3 separate regions of the Sus scrofa genome follow, and all the other regions are linked to region 1. Evidence: chromatin contacts called from public promoter capture Hi-C data. All regions are on one chromosome and are shown on one strand. The core of a region is the stretch at or near the end of the contact, and the rest is flanking DNA. Distances in the headings are between cores, read along the strand shown.

Region 1 (4,548 bases), core at 1,526-4,025:
GCCTCACCAGCCCTTCCACCTTCCGCAGAAGCGGCACCACCCTCCCCTGGAACACTGAGTTCCCTGTTGTGGACTCTGGGAGGGCCCTGGACCAGGTGCAATATGTGCTGCATTGGGGGTGGGGGAGGGGAAACTGGGATGGAGGGTCAAAAACGGAGAGAAAGAGGGGGAAAAAAGGGACTTTCTGGAGCTTCCCCCTAAAGCATGCCAGCCTTTTCCTCTGATAAAAAGCAAAAGGAGCAGGGGGGTTTTTTGTTTTGTTTTGGTTTTGCTTTTTAGGACCACATCTGCGGCATATGGAGGCTCCCAGGCCAGGGGTCCAATCAGAGCTACAGCTGCTGGCCTACACCACAGCCACAGCAACGTGGGATCCTTAACCCGCTGAGCAAGGCCAGGGACCGAACCTGCAACCTCATGGTTCCTAGTCAGATTCGTTTCCACCGTGCCACAATGGGAACTCCAGGGGCAGGTTTTAAAAATGAAATTAAATCAAATTCTGTCTGTTGGATTTGGTCAGTCCTCGGGATCCCACTTGACTGCCCTGCTCCTTCGGGACCATTGTGCAGCAGCAACCACAATAGGAAGCACCCACTGTGTGCTAGGTAGGCATCCTGCAAGGACTGGGCCTGGGAGCTAAAGCGGCCCACAGTCCTATTTGGGGGACTGGGGGTTTCCCAGGACACAAGACTTTCAGTACTAAACCCAGGACAGGCCCAGGCAAACTGGGACAGCTGGTCACCCTAGTAGGAGCTGACCATCCAGTAAAGTCAAGTGGCTAAGTCACAGCACAGCGTGGCTCGTGGCCAGTGGCACCTAGGAGTAGGTCCCTCTTAGAACCAGAAACACCTTCTCAGCACTCAGCCCCCTTTCTGAAAAGACCCCAGTGCCTGTTTCTTTCTTTTATTTGTCTCTTTTTAGGGCCCCACCCACAGCATATGGAGGTTCCTAGGTTAGGGGTCAAATCAGAGCTGTAGCTGCTGGCCTACACCACAGCTCACGGCAACACCAGATCCTTAACCCACTGAGTGAGGACAGGATCGAACCTGTGTCCTCAAGGATACTAGTCAGCTTCATTTCCACTGAGCCAGGATAGGAACTCCCCGGCAGGTGTCTGTTTCCATGATGCCACCCCAGGCCAAGCCTAAGCCATCAGGATGGACAGGCAGTGGTGCTGAGACTGGGCTCTCTCTGTCGTTTGCTAAGGTTGCTCTCACTATATCAAGCTGCAGGAGGCTGTCCACTGACTCCGTAGGCCAAGGTCAGCTAAGGACAGGCGATCAGTTTGCCCTTGTGGGCCTTTCTCTTGGTGACACCGCCTCTGGCTCAGAACAAAGGCTCCTCGTTTTGTTTGGGCGCTGAGGGTTGAACAAGTGTGTGCTGCCACCTGCTGGCCACAGAGGCTATTTTGAGGTGGTGAACTAAAGCCTCAGAGAGTTGGTAATATATGAGCCCAGGGGTTGCTGAGCACAGGGCACAGCAAGGTCTCCCAGAGCACCCAGGGCCAGACCTCTAGGGAGAAGCATCCGAGGACCCCCTCAAAGAGCACTGGAAGCCCCCACCCCCAGGGGCTGCCCTCTCTCAGTCGGGCCCTGGATGCCGAGAATTCCCAGCTAACATGAGCACTCTTTTAGCTACAATACAATCCTCTGGGCCCCAGGGGTGTGCTGGAAAGAGCTGCACAGAAGTCAATGATTAAATATTCAGGAATTTTACATGCTGCCATAACAGCTTGAAATTGATCACGCTGGGAGCATTTACACCATGGAAATTGGCAAATGCTACACATTAGAGCTCTCCCCATCCTACCCGCCCCAGTGGATTTGTCAGCATGTCCCTGCAAAGCTCCCACCACATTTCAAATATTGTCACCTGGGAGAGAGAAAGCATCAGCATCAGGTTTTCTCAGATAAATCACCAAGGATGGAATCAGTGTCAGAGAGAAGAGGTATATTCTGAAAGGAGGGAGCTTGTAGGGAACACTTTTTTTTAAACTAAGAACAACTATTTAATAGCTGATGGCCCTGGCATCAGAAACACCTGGATTCAAGTGACAGCTCTTCTGCTTGCTAACTATAGGACAGTAAGCAAATGGCTTCACCTCTAACTCCCAGTTTCTCTCTCTCAAGTGGGGGTAATATTAGCTTCTACCTCAAATGGTAGTTGTGAGATGACGTGGTTAAACGCTTAGCACATGGCCAGGCACACGGTGCTCAATGCATGTGCAACGTTATCAGTTATTGATTAGAATCACAACTCACGACTGACCCTGCCATCACCCTACTAAAACCAGTTTCACCTCTAGGTGTCCTCCACAGAGTTAGGGGGTGGGGATTGGTCCCTCCATCCTCCCCAAGAGCTAAATTTTGACCTCCCCCCCAACCTTTTTTAGGGCCACACCCATGGCATATGGAAGTCTCCAGGCTACCAGCCTACGAAACAGCCACAGCCATGCCCGATCCAAGCCGCATTTGTGACCTACGCCACAGCTTGCAGGAATGCCATATCCTTAACCCACTGAGGGAGGCCAGGGATTAAACCCGCATCCTCATGGACTCTATGTTGGATTCTTAACCTGCTGAAGCACAATGGGAACGCCCTAGCAGCTAAATGTTGACATCAGCCTGACTTTTGGCTATTCATCTGTACTTGTTCCCTACAGTTATAGGGCACGGTGTCCCCTGGAACAGAGACACAAGGTGATAAGGGAGCACCTGAATGGAAAAGCATTAAAGACGCAAACAGTGGACACTGGCCAAAGGGCGGAAGATCTGTAAATGGATTTCTAGCTAGTGTGTAAGTTCAGAAAGGGCAGGATTCAAATCTAAGTTCAAAGGGCAGGACTGAGCTGCAGAGCGGGCTACGGCTCCAAGGAAGAGGTGCACCTGGGGACTGGGCATGAATTCGAAGAGCTCACGCAATGGCCCATCTGAATTGGGCTCCATCTGAGTTGACAAATGTGGGTCCCCCTTCCACAAAAGGGTCTGTGTGAGGGAATGGAGTGGGGCTGGTAAGGATGGCTGGCCTCCCTTTTTTGTTTGTTTTAAGGATCAAAATGTGAGGAGGCATGAAAATCAAAGCTTGGGGGGCGGGGTTAAAAGGAAACTAAATTACCTAGATAAACCTTTCCTCTTTCAGTTGAGGAACCTCAGCCCCAGAGCAGCAAGGAGGCTTTTGCCCAGGGTCTCATGACCAGGGTGTCGTGGCACTTAGGCTGGCCCAGTTCCCTGCCCGTTATTTTTCTGCTCTACCACAGAAGCTGTCCAGATAAAGACCATCAATTCCCAAGGCTACATCAAGTTTTGGAAAATATAAGGTCATAGCGGCTGCATGGAGAGCTGTGTGTTTATTTTTATCCTGGCCATCATAAAATTATTGTATGCTTCTGCAACCAAAGAAGAAAAACATGCTGTCAATTTCCAAAGTTTAAATTCTAGGAGTTCCCATTGTAGCACAAGGGAAACTCATCCGACTAGGAACCAGGAGGTTGAGGGTTCAATCCCTGGCCTCACTCAGTGGGTTAAGGATCCAGCGTTGCCAGGAGCTGTGGTATAGGTTGCAGATGTGGCTCAGATCCTGCGTGGCTGTGGCTGTGGCTGTGGTGCAGGCCAGCAGGTGTAGCTCCCATTCGACCCCTAGCCTGGGAACCTCCATATACTGCAGGTATGGCCCTAAAATGCAAAAAAAAAAAAAAATTTAATTCTATACATCTTTCTATCCATTATTTAGATTTTCCCCTCCTCTGTCCACTGTCATACTTTTTCCTTGGGAAAAAATAAAAATGGCTTATCCTTAAAAACTACTATATGTAAAATAAATAACCAATAAAGACCTACCGTACTGCACAGTGAACAACTTTCAGTATCCAGTTAATAACCCATAGTGGGAAAAGCACATGGAAAAGAACGCATGTGTATAACTGAATCGCAGTGCTGTACACCAGAAACTCACACAACGTTGTCAAGCCACTCTACTCCAGTTTGAAAAGAAAAAGAATTTTAATGGCTTTTCCAATTTCTGTTGGGGCTGAGAAGTCTCGTTAGGGTCACCCATTCTCACGCCAGATGGTGACTGGCTAGATTTTCTTGCAGTAGATAAGACTTGGGGCCACAGGCTGTTGAAAGGCCTTTTGTTTGTGGACTCCAAGGGGGCCCGCTCAGTTTATCTCATTCATGGTGTGACCCTACTTTTCTGAGTCGCCCAGTTGAGGCCTGGGCCAAAACACGACGGAAGGGACTGTGCTTGCCTTCATTCCGACCCGCTTTCACCTCCCTGAGCTGGTGAAGGTTATGACTACAGCCCAATTCTCGAGTGACTCACTCCAGGAAAAGGACATGTGACAAGGACCTGGCTCTCATGGGACTGCTCGCCAGCAGGGCCGAGACAGGGATGGCATTGTTCGAGGAAGCTTCAGGAAGTCAAACATCCGGAGACGAGCGTGCATGGTCCACTCACCCCACAGGCTGGGAGAGAATGTATTTTTCCCCGCTGATCAATCTGTGTATTTACCCCTGCAAGGGCATTTAGAGGACTTCTGGAATGTTTGCCTCC
Region 2 (4,548 bases), core at 1,242-3,741, 160 kb before region 1:
TGTAGGCTACTTACTGCGTGGCCGTTGGCTTCCCCTAGAGCCATCGGTCAAAGAAAGAGTGGCCAAGATGGAAGCTGTAATGGCTTTTATAACTCCATCTTAGAAGAGATATACTCTCACTTCTGCTACAGCCTATTGGCCGCACAGATGGACTTTGGTACAATATAGCAGGAAGAATACACAGAAGGTGGATATCAGATGTCAGAGACCACTGAGGGATGTCCAGAGGACTCACTATAGCCATTAAAATTTCCCCACTCTCTCTCCTCCCTATCTAAGTTCATAGACTTTCTAAGAGCATAGAAAGGGCAACTTTATCCCACAGTGTTACTGGTGAATTTAGGTGTCCTAGAGCATCCAATCCCTCCTCGAAAGAAAACTCTAGGGAGAAATAGGGAACTCCAGCTCCCAGAGTCCCAACCTTTTCTTATGAACAAGGAAATTTTCCTTTCCCTGAAGAGTCATGATTAAGGAGAGTTGGGAAAACTGCAAATGTAAATAACTGATCAAAGAGATAAACATGGAAAATAACCAGGTGCCTCCGAAGGAATCTCTTCAACAAGGGATCACTTGTTCCCACCTTGCAACCCAAACTTTAATCTTCACAAGTTAGGACAATCATCTCTTCACCCAAGTGGAAATTCCCATAGGCTGTGGAGCTAAGGAAGTGGAAATCTTGCCAGCTTATAGATCCACATAAAGATAAGGAGGCTCACCTGTTACTGAGAAAATATTAGAAGGCAATTGATACAATCAGAAGGTCCAAGGATAGTGTGTCTCTATGGAAGAACAAAACGAAGTACTTTAAAACACAGTGTATCTGAGAATTTGGCAGAGGATTTTCTGATATGTGGATGTACCTGATTCCAAAAGATGTGTGTTGTATTCCTAAGAGTATATTTGAATATATCCTCTATATTCAAACAATGTAGGTTTTGCTTAACATTTGTCTTTCACAATATTTCCTTGTAGATATGCTAGAGAAATAAAAGTAAGAGTTGATTCATCACAGGTTGAGCAACCTTATACAAAGCATGTTGATTAAATCATTGCTGTCAACTTGGAACAAGTAACATGCCTCAGGGCTTTGAATTTGGCCTTGTCTCATTCAATATTTTTATAAACTATTTGGACAGAAACAAAGAAAATGTACTTATTATATTTTCAAGTATTATAAAGTTAGACAGGAGAGCCAAGAAGCTGAATATAATAAAATCAGAATTCCCAAAAGACTGAAATGATAGGCCAGAACCCATGGCATACGAATGAGTGGAAAGGAAGTGGCATAAAATCTGCCCAAGTACAAAATGAGACCTGGCACAATACCAGTTAATGCAGGAAAGCTTTAAGTGAACTGCAAGTTTAATATGAGTCAGCAGTTCGCCAATTCTGCCAAAAAGGCAATGCAGAAAAGTAGTCTGCCTTGTAAAGAATACAGAGCTCAGCACCATGGTGCTCTTGAACTCATAACCCCCACACTGTGAACATGTGGATCCCTGGAATGAACAACAGATCCCTCCATGACCATATGTACCTTCCAGCTCCAAGATTGCATTGTTCTCCTTTTATAACATGCCCCCAAGTGACAGATCTCATAATTCTATCAAAAAAAAAAAGGAAATGAATTTGTTGTATTCTTTAGTAATTCAAACAATATTTATTGAGAAAACAATGCTTGTCAGCTACTCTGCTGAAAACCAGAACACAAAGATGCTTAGGACACACACACAACACCTTTTCCTAGGTATTCATACAAACACTAATATAGGTGTTGATGTGGTGGGACTTGGTTAGTGTAGTCAAGGTTGCAGATCCGTTGACCTTGAGATAGAGAGATTGTCTGGACCAAATCACATGAGCACTTGATTTTGTTTATTTAATTTTATTGGAATATAGTTGACTTACAATGTTGCATTAGTTTCAGGTGTACAGCAAAGTGATTCAGTCCTACATATAAATACACCCATTATTTTTTCCCATATAGGTTATGACAAACTACTGAGTAGATTTTCCTATGCTATCCAGTAGATCACATGAGCACTTTAAAAGCAGAGTCTTCTCTGGCTGGTGGCAGAAGAGTAGGTCAGAAGTTCCAAAGCATGAGAAGGATTTGATGCACCTTTGCTGACTTGAAGAGTGAGGGGGCTCCTTGGTAAGAAGTGTACGTGACTCCTAGGAGCTGAGCTTGGCCCCCAGTTGACCCCAAATGGCCCCAAGCCAGTAAGGAAACAGTCTTAGAACCTCTAAGAAATGAATGCAACCACAAGAATGAGTTTGGAAGAGGACCCCAGAGGAGACCTGCAGCCCTAACCAATGCTTCGATTTCAGCCCAGTGAGACCCTGAGCCAAAAGCATCCAGCCCCCATGCCCAGATGTCTGACCTGCAGGAACTGTGAGGTAATACTTCTGTGGTGTTTTACAGCTCTAAGTTTGCGCCGATTGTTATTTAGCAATAGAAAACTAACACAGGGTAAGTAAACAGCAGCCGCACAATGAGGTAAGTGCTCTGTGAAGCAAAGCTACAGTGCACGGGGTTGGTTGTTGACTCAGGACCCATTCTTTTCCCCTCTGTTTCCCAAGCGAGTCTCACTTTTGTTCAAGTGGCCACTGCCCTTCCATACTTTCATTCATGGCTGCTACCTGCATACCAAGCTCCAAGCACAAGGTAATCAGTCTAAGTCAGGGTTTCTCGATGTTGGTACCATTGACATTTGGGCCTGGATCTTTTGTTTTATTGTGGAGGAAATGTCCTGCGCTTTGTGAGATGTTGGGCAGCCTCCCTGGCCTCTGCCCACTGTATGACAGTGACACATGCTTTCATGGCGCCCAACAGTGAGCATCAGCTATGTCTCCAGATGTTGCCAAGTGTCCTAGATGTGGGCAGGAGGGGAAGAAAAATCTTCCCCCAGCTGAGAACGTTGGATCTAAAGATAAGCTCAGCCCACCTTGTTAACAATTGCTCCAAGAATAGGTATGTGATCCCTTTAGGAAAAGGAGCTGTGAAGAGAGGTTTGAGGGGTGGGGGAATTCTGAGAAAATCTCATTCTTCAGGGAAGCCACTGGCATTGACCCTGTGTTTCCTCCTGTAGACATTGTTGTGCACAGATTGGATGCTGCAGCTAATCCGGAAACCTACCTTACCTTTAGACCTCGAAATCATGTGAGCCAAGTTCCTTATTGTTCAAGGGAGGTCAAGGCATACCTGGGGTTTGCCGTCCAGAGTTGCCTGGCTGGTGCCAATGTACAAGGCTCTCGAAGCCCAGAGGCAGGTTCACTTCATGAAACTGAGTCAAGGGAAAAAAAGGAGATAGACCCAGTAGAATCCAGTTGCAGAGTGCTTTCACACCGCGTTATTTTTAAAGACCTATTCTCATAGCAACTTTCAAATATGTCACCGTGATGTACGTTACAGCCCCAGGCCTTATTTATTGCAACTGGAAGTCTGTACCTTCACACATTTCACCCAATCCCTGCCCCACACCTCTGGCAACCACAAGTCTGTTTTCTGTGTCTATGAGCTTGTTTTTTTCTTTTCTTTTTAGAGTCTGTATGTAAGGGAGATCATACAATATTAGTCTTTGTCTGTCTGATTCATTTCACTTAACATAAGGTGCTCAAGGTTCATCCATGTTGCCACAAATGGCAAGATTTCATTCCTTTTTATAACAAACTAATATTCCATCGTGTCTCAGTGTATATGTGTGTGTATTCACATTTTCCTTATCCATTCACCCATCTGTGGACACACAGGTTGTTTCCATGTCTTGGTGATTTTGAATAGTGCTGCTAGGAACATAGGGGCACATGTATCTTTGTGAGTTGTGGTTTTGTCCAGATATATGCTTAGGACGGGGATGCTGGATCACATAGTAGTTCTATATTTAGTTTTCTGAGGAAGCTCCGTATTGTTTTCCATAGTAGTTGTACCAATTTACATTCCTACCAACGGTGTAAGAGGCTTCCCTTTTCTCCACACCCTCTCCAGCATTTATTGTTTGTAGACTTTTCGATGATGACCATTCAGACTGGTGTGAGGTGGTAGTTTTGATTTGTATATCTCTAATAATTAGTGATGTTGAGCATCTTTTCATGTGTTTTTTGGCCATTTGTATGTCTTCTTTGGAGAAATATTGGTTCAGATCTTCTGCCCATTTTTTGATTGGGTTGTTTATTTTTGCTTTTGTTGCCTTTGCTTTTGATGTCAAATCACATCAGTCATTTTCCTAACACTGCCCTGGAAGAGTGACAATTACCCTCATGTTATGTCTCAAGAAAAGTTAATGGCATTTCCGTTGTGAAAGGGCAAGGATGAGTCAAGGGTCAAACCCAGGTCTTCCGACGTCAGCTATAATTTCCCCCATATTTCTTTGAATTATGACTTCTTATCATCCTCCTGCTCAAAAATATTCAACATATTCCATTGCGTCTAGGAAAAAATACAAACTTTTGGGCTAAGGATTCAAAAATTTCCATAAAGCCCTGATCTCCCATTGTGGTACAGTGGAAGCAAATCCAAATAGTAACCATGAGGGTGCAGATTTGATCCTG
Region 3 (4,548 bases), core at 630-3,129, 130 kb before region 1:
TCTTGCTGTGTGCTTTTTCCATTCAGACCAAGGGATAAGTAATTTCAAACAAACAGAGATCTTTAGCAAGGAAAAGCCTCCTACAGGTTAGCAGTAATGGGGGATGCCAATACAGCATTTTCTAGACCCTTGGAGACAGAGCCCTGATCACGCTCCATAAATTCCTTCTGTTGAATTAGCGGCATTGGGAACCCTGTTCTGGATGTGGGGGCTCTTTTCTCCAGCAGTCATGAATTTGAATTCCGTTTACAATGCCTTTGCTCTTCAGGGTCTGCACTGATTTAACCAAGCCTGAAGATGGAGGAGGCACCAGTTCTTGACAATGCATTCTTGGGCAAAGGGAAAGAGACTCATGGAAGAAACAGTTTCTTCTAAGGAGCAAGACTTACCCTCATGGTCTAACTGATAGCACAGTTGCTAGTTTTCCCTCCTTTGTTTTTCATTCTTCCTTCCCTCCTCCATTTCTTTCAAGCTTCACACCTTTATTTATTCATGTTAAATTAATACTTGATGTCGACAGGACTAGTTTTAACTTGCTTAGGAAGTGAATGTTTTCTGTGTTTCTTGTTGGAATTCCCAGAGATATGGAGTGATTTTCTCCTGCAAATCTTGTGCTTTCCCAGAGTATGCCTGACTTCCTGAAAACATTGTTAATAATACTTTGTTTTTTAACTGTTGGAGACCTCCAGCCACTGCAGCCTCTGCAGAAGCTGTAGTGGGAGGAAAGCGGCTCAGCAGAGCCTGGCTAGGGCTCTTGGGCGGGTGGTCCTGGGCCCGTCACCACACTGCAGGCGCAGGTCCCTCACAGCACCCACTCCTAGGCAGAAAGAGGTCCTGCTATGTCAGAGGGCAGGCAAGGAGAGGCGTGAGACAGGCCCACTAATAGTCCCTCTCCAAGGATCCCCTTTTGCTAAAGATATTGGGCTTCAAGTATTCCTTCTCTCAAAAGCGAACCCCCAATCTGGACAAACAACTTTCATTCACACAGTGGCATGAATGAATTCACTGCAGGCCCTTTGGATTGACATTTGGGGGTCTTGAAGGCGGCGGCGGCGGCGGCGGCGGCGGGGGGGGGGGTCTTGGGACCTCTGGCAAAGCCAGCTCAAGCCCTATGGGTTGTGGATAACGGAGACCCCAAGACCAGAGAAGGCATTCAGAGGGGCACCAAAGGACTGGCTGGGAAGGCCATCCGCAGGTGGACGCGGGGCCTGGACTCCGCAGGAAGGCGGAGTCCCTCCTGCGGGCGCTGGCTGCAGGCACACCCAACCCCCACCCCCCCATCCCCGCGCTTCCCTTAGTCCCAGAGGAGCTCCCGGATACCCACAGATGCTCCAGCGCGTGGTTTCTGTCCCAGGTCCACGGAGATTCGGGGGCCCAGTTCTGCGGACGTCCCCGCACCCACTGCGGACCTTGCGTGCCCTCCAAAGCAGGCGGGTCACGCAGGGAGGCAGGAGGAGGGACGCGAGAGCTGCAGGGCCGCCGAGTCCCCGCTGCCCAGCGAGTCGCCGCGCCCCGCAGTGGCGCAGCCGCCGCCTCTCGGGACTTGGGCACGCGCGCCCCAGGCCCCGGCGCCCTCCTGCCGGGAGCCCCGACCGGCCGCAGCCGGCGCGGCCCCGGGCCTGCGGGGGTGGGGTTTGAAGCGGGGGCGGAGTCAGGCCCGCGGCCGGTGTCAGGTTGCTCCGGTAACGGTGACGTGCCGCGGCGTGGGCGGGGCCAGCACGCAGGTTGCATATTTTAGGAAGTGAGGAGGAGGCGCGGGCTTGAGCTGCGGCGGGGTCTGGGGCGCAGAGCAGCGGCGGGAGGAGGCGGACACGTGGCAGCAGCAGCGGTAGCAGCCCCGGCGGCGGCGGCGGCGGCGGCGGCAGCAGCAGTGGCATCGGCCCGAGCCGCCGGCCGTCTTCCCTCCTTCCCGCCCCGCAGCAGCCCTAGCTCCCTCCTCTCCGCTCCCCCGGCCGCTCTTGCTTGGCCGGGAGCCGCTCTCTTTTCTCTCTGATTCTCAAGCAACAGGACCCGGCGCGGGACACAGACCACCGCCACTATGGGGAAGGGGGTGAGTGTCCAGCGAGCCTGGGGAGGGGTGCGGGGAGCCCTGGAGGGGAGGAGGAGGAAGAGGAGGAAGTCAGGAGGGCGACCGCAGCCAGCGGGAGGCGGAGGAGGAGGAAGCGGCGCGGCGCGGAATGGGTTGGCAGAGCAGAGAGGCTTAAAAGACGACGCACTTTGGAAATGGAGGGAGCGCTGTAATGAGGGGCGGGCGGGGGAAGGGAGAGCCGAGGGCCCGGAGCGGGGCAGCCCCAGGCGGTGCGCAGAGCCTGGAGAAGGACTGCGGGCCCCCGAGCCCGAACGCGTCGCGGGCCCTGGGCTCCTGGAGGCGGCGCTCGGGAGTCGCAGGCCCCGGAGGCAGAGGAAGGACAGCCGCTGGGCCTCCCCGGCTAGGAGCGGGCTGCCGGCGGCATCCCCAACCCGCTCCCTCCCTCCTCCCTTCCCTCCCTCCGCCCGCCCTCACCTCCCGTCTCTCGCCTTCCTTTTTCCCTCCGCCCTCCGTGCCCCGAGGAAAGGCGTGCTCCTCCCCTTCCCCTGGGGCGCTCTACCCGGCCCCTTCCCGGGCTGTAGTTCCCGCCGCGGCTCCGGCCTGGGCGATGGGGGTCTTCCGATGCGGGGGCGGCCTTAGGGTCCCAGGCTTTTTCTCCTGGAGGCGCCAGGGCTTAGCCAGTTGCCCGGAGAGGTGGCCGCCCTTCCCCAAAGGAAAAAACTGGCTTCCCCTTACTGCGGAGCCGGTCTGGCGGGCTGGTGCCAGAAAGGGTGTGTCTTCGCCCTAAGATGGCCTTTAAGGTATACTTTTGAGAGCTTTAATGGGCCCCTTTCCATTAAACACAGGATGCTCCCGGGAGGCAGCTGGAGCCACTGGTGTGGTCATCTTGAGGGTGGGGAGGGTATGTGTAAGTTTTTTAGAGCGATGAGGCAGGAAGGAGCACAAGCAGATCCACCCGGGCCTCCGGGTACAATAAACCCGAAAAAGAACGGGAGGCGGGGCAACGCGGTGGGAGCGCCCACCCGCGGAAGAGGGGTCGGAAGCAACGAGGGGTCCCCCGGGCCGGAGGAGCGGGCGCTCTGGGGATACCAGAACAACGGCTTGTTCCTGCATTTCTATAACTCGGGGCTGAGATAACCCGTAACCACAGCAGGAGACTAGGTCCTGGACTCCAGTGGGGCCAAGAGTGCTGTTGAGAAAAGTTTATACAAAATAACAGAAGAAAAAATGAGATAAAATGACCAGGTCATGAGAATACTAGTGGGAGAGCATCTGCTCCATTGTGTCCAGAGCCTGCACAGTCCCCGGCCCGTAGTAGGTCTTTGAAGGTTGGGCAGGCTCCTGGGTGTGGAGTGAGCGATGGGCAGAGAAGGAGGGTGCATTCTCTGGAAATGCCAAGTGGATTTTGAAGGAGGTCATTGAAAGGTTTGAACCTGGTAGTAAGGAAGAGTGGGAATGCACAACTTGTATCTTTTAAAAGCACCAAAGTGGAGGGCTGGCTCAGGTCAAGTAGCTGAAGGCAAGAGCTGAGTGCTAGCCTCTATACTGCCCACGGTGGAAACTGAGTTCGTGACTGTACTTGAACCACTCCATCAAATCCTAGGGCATTCCAGTAAACGAGCTCCTTAAAGCTCATTTCTGTATCTCTATCCCCTCAAAAAAAAAAAAAAACCCAGAAAAAAATCATGTTTTCTGAGCCACCTTACTGGTTTGGGGGAGCTGGAGAAATGGTAGATATGTCACCAAGGCCTAGGAAGGTGAAGTGCTTTGCTCAAGGTCAAATGGTTGGTTAGTGACACACCAGTCCCTGATTCCTCCCCGGCCTAAATACTCATTCCCTCCTTAACGTTGCCTTATACATGCAGAATTCTAAAGTTATTTTTCAGATGAAACTGGGGTGTTCGTGATGCTGAATTAATGGACCAGATGTTTGAGTAACTGGATTATATCCATAGACCTATATTTCCTTTTCATAACGGCGCACAGGCCCGGGAGTGGGAAAGAGAGCAACATGCCTGGGTTGTGGAGGTTTAAGCAGTTTCATCTTACGGATCCTCATCAAATGGCTAGTGGCTAGCAAACACAAAATTGAATTGTAATTGGTGAACGCAGGCTGATGTGCTGCTTAGCTGCTGGGTGGTTCGTATTTGGGGAACTCTCACAGATTGAGCATTAGGGGGTGGCTGTGTGTGTGTGTGTCTTTGTGTGTGGTGGTGGTGGTGGTGGTGGTGGTGATTCTCCTGGGATAAAGTTAACCTTTTTGTCCCCAATGACTTACCGTGATAGTCCAAATGTTCAGGATATTTTATGCTGAAATGTTGGGATTTTTCCACATGGGGATTAAAATGTGGGTGGAGTGGTGACTAAAGCCCTGCTGATAATTGGTTAACCAGGAAGCCTGTGCTGGCAGCTAATTTTTAAGGTCATTGTTAATTTCTTCCCCTCCTCTTCCCACTGCTGTTGGGGGCCTAGGTTTTGAGGAGATTGCAGGTGATTTTATATCTCCTTCCAAAGCCACT

The links. Promoter capture Hi-C pulls out the DNA fragments that hold promoters and counts their contacts.
Region 2: a promoter capture Hi-C map of liver shows a contact between it and region 1, with 5 times the contacts expected there. The contact joins two enhancer-like sites. A contact is called at or near these places in 1 of 5 promoter capture datasets (liver) and 1 of 47 Hi-C or Micro-C datasets (embryonic fibroblasts).
Region 3: a promoter capture Hi-C map of liver shows a contact between it and region 1, with 9 times the contacts expected there. The contact joins the promoter of LOC106508382 here to the enhancer-like site in region 1. A contact is called at or near these places in 3 of 5 promoter capture datasets (fetal liver and liver), 15 of 47 Hi-C or Micro-C datasets (embryonic fibroblasts, fetal heart ventricle, fetal liver and 8 more) and 2 of 2 datasets of contacts at active chromatin or transcription factors (alveolar macrophages and skeletal muscle).

What each region holds. Positions count from the first base shown.
Region 1 is chr4:104,253,403-104,257,950 of Sscrofa11.1, reverse strand. All of the region lies in intron 1 of LOC110260339 (a long non-coding RNA gene), which reads left to right. Among named protein-coding and RNA genes, the nearest start is that of CD58, 85 kb to the right of the region's middle. Within about 2 kb of position 2,775, at least 6 of the 83 cell types and tissues checked have an H3K27ac peak or open chromatin away from gene starts, as enhancers often do. A contact at or near this core is called in fetal liver and liver, where this site is marked.
Region 2 is chr4:104,416,349-104,420,896 of Sscrofa11.1, reverse strand. No RefSeq gene overlaps it. Among named protein-coding and RNA genes, the nearest start is that of ATP1A1, 34 kb to the right of the region's middle. Within about 2 kb of position 2,491, at least 5 of the 83 cell types and tissues checked have an H3K27ac peak or open chromatin away from gene starts, as enhancers often do. A contact at or near this core is called in liver, where this site is marked.
Region 3 is chr4:104,381,779-104,386,326 of Sscrofa11.1, reverse strand. It overlaps LOC106508382 (proline-rich protein 18-like), which reads right to left and starts at 1,879. Exons shown (of 4, transcript XM_021089985.1): 1 at 1,325-1,879. The coding sequence starts at 1,877. ATP1A1 (ATPase Na+/K+ transporting subunit alpha 1) reads left to right here and starts at 2,006. Exons shown (of 23, transcript NM_214249.1): 1 at 2,006-2,050. The coding sequence starts at 2,039.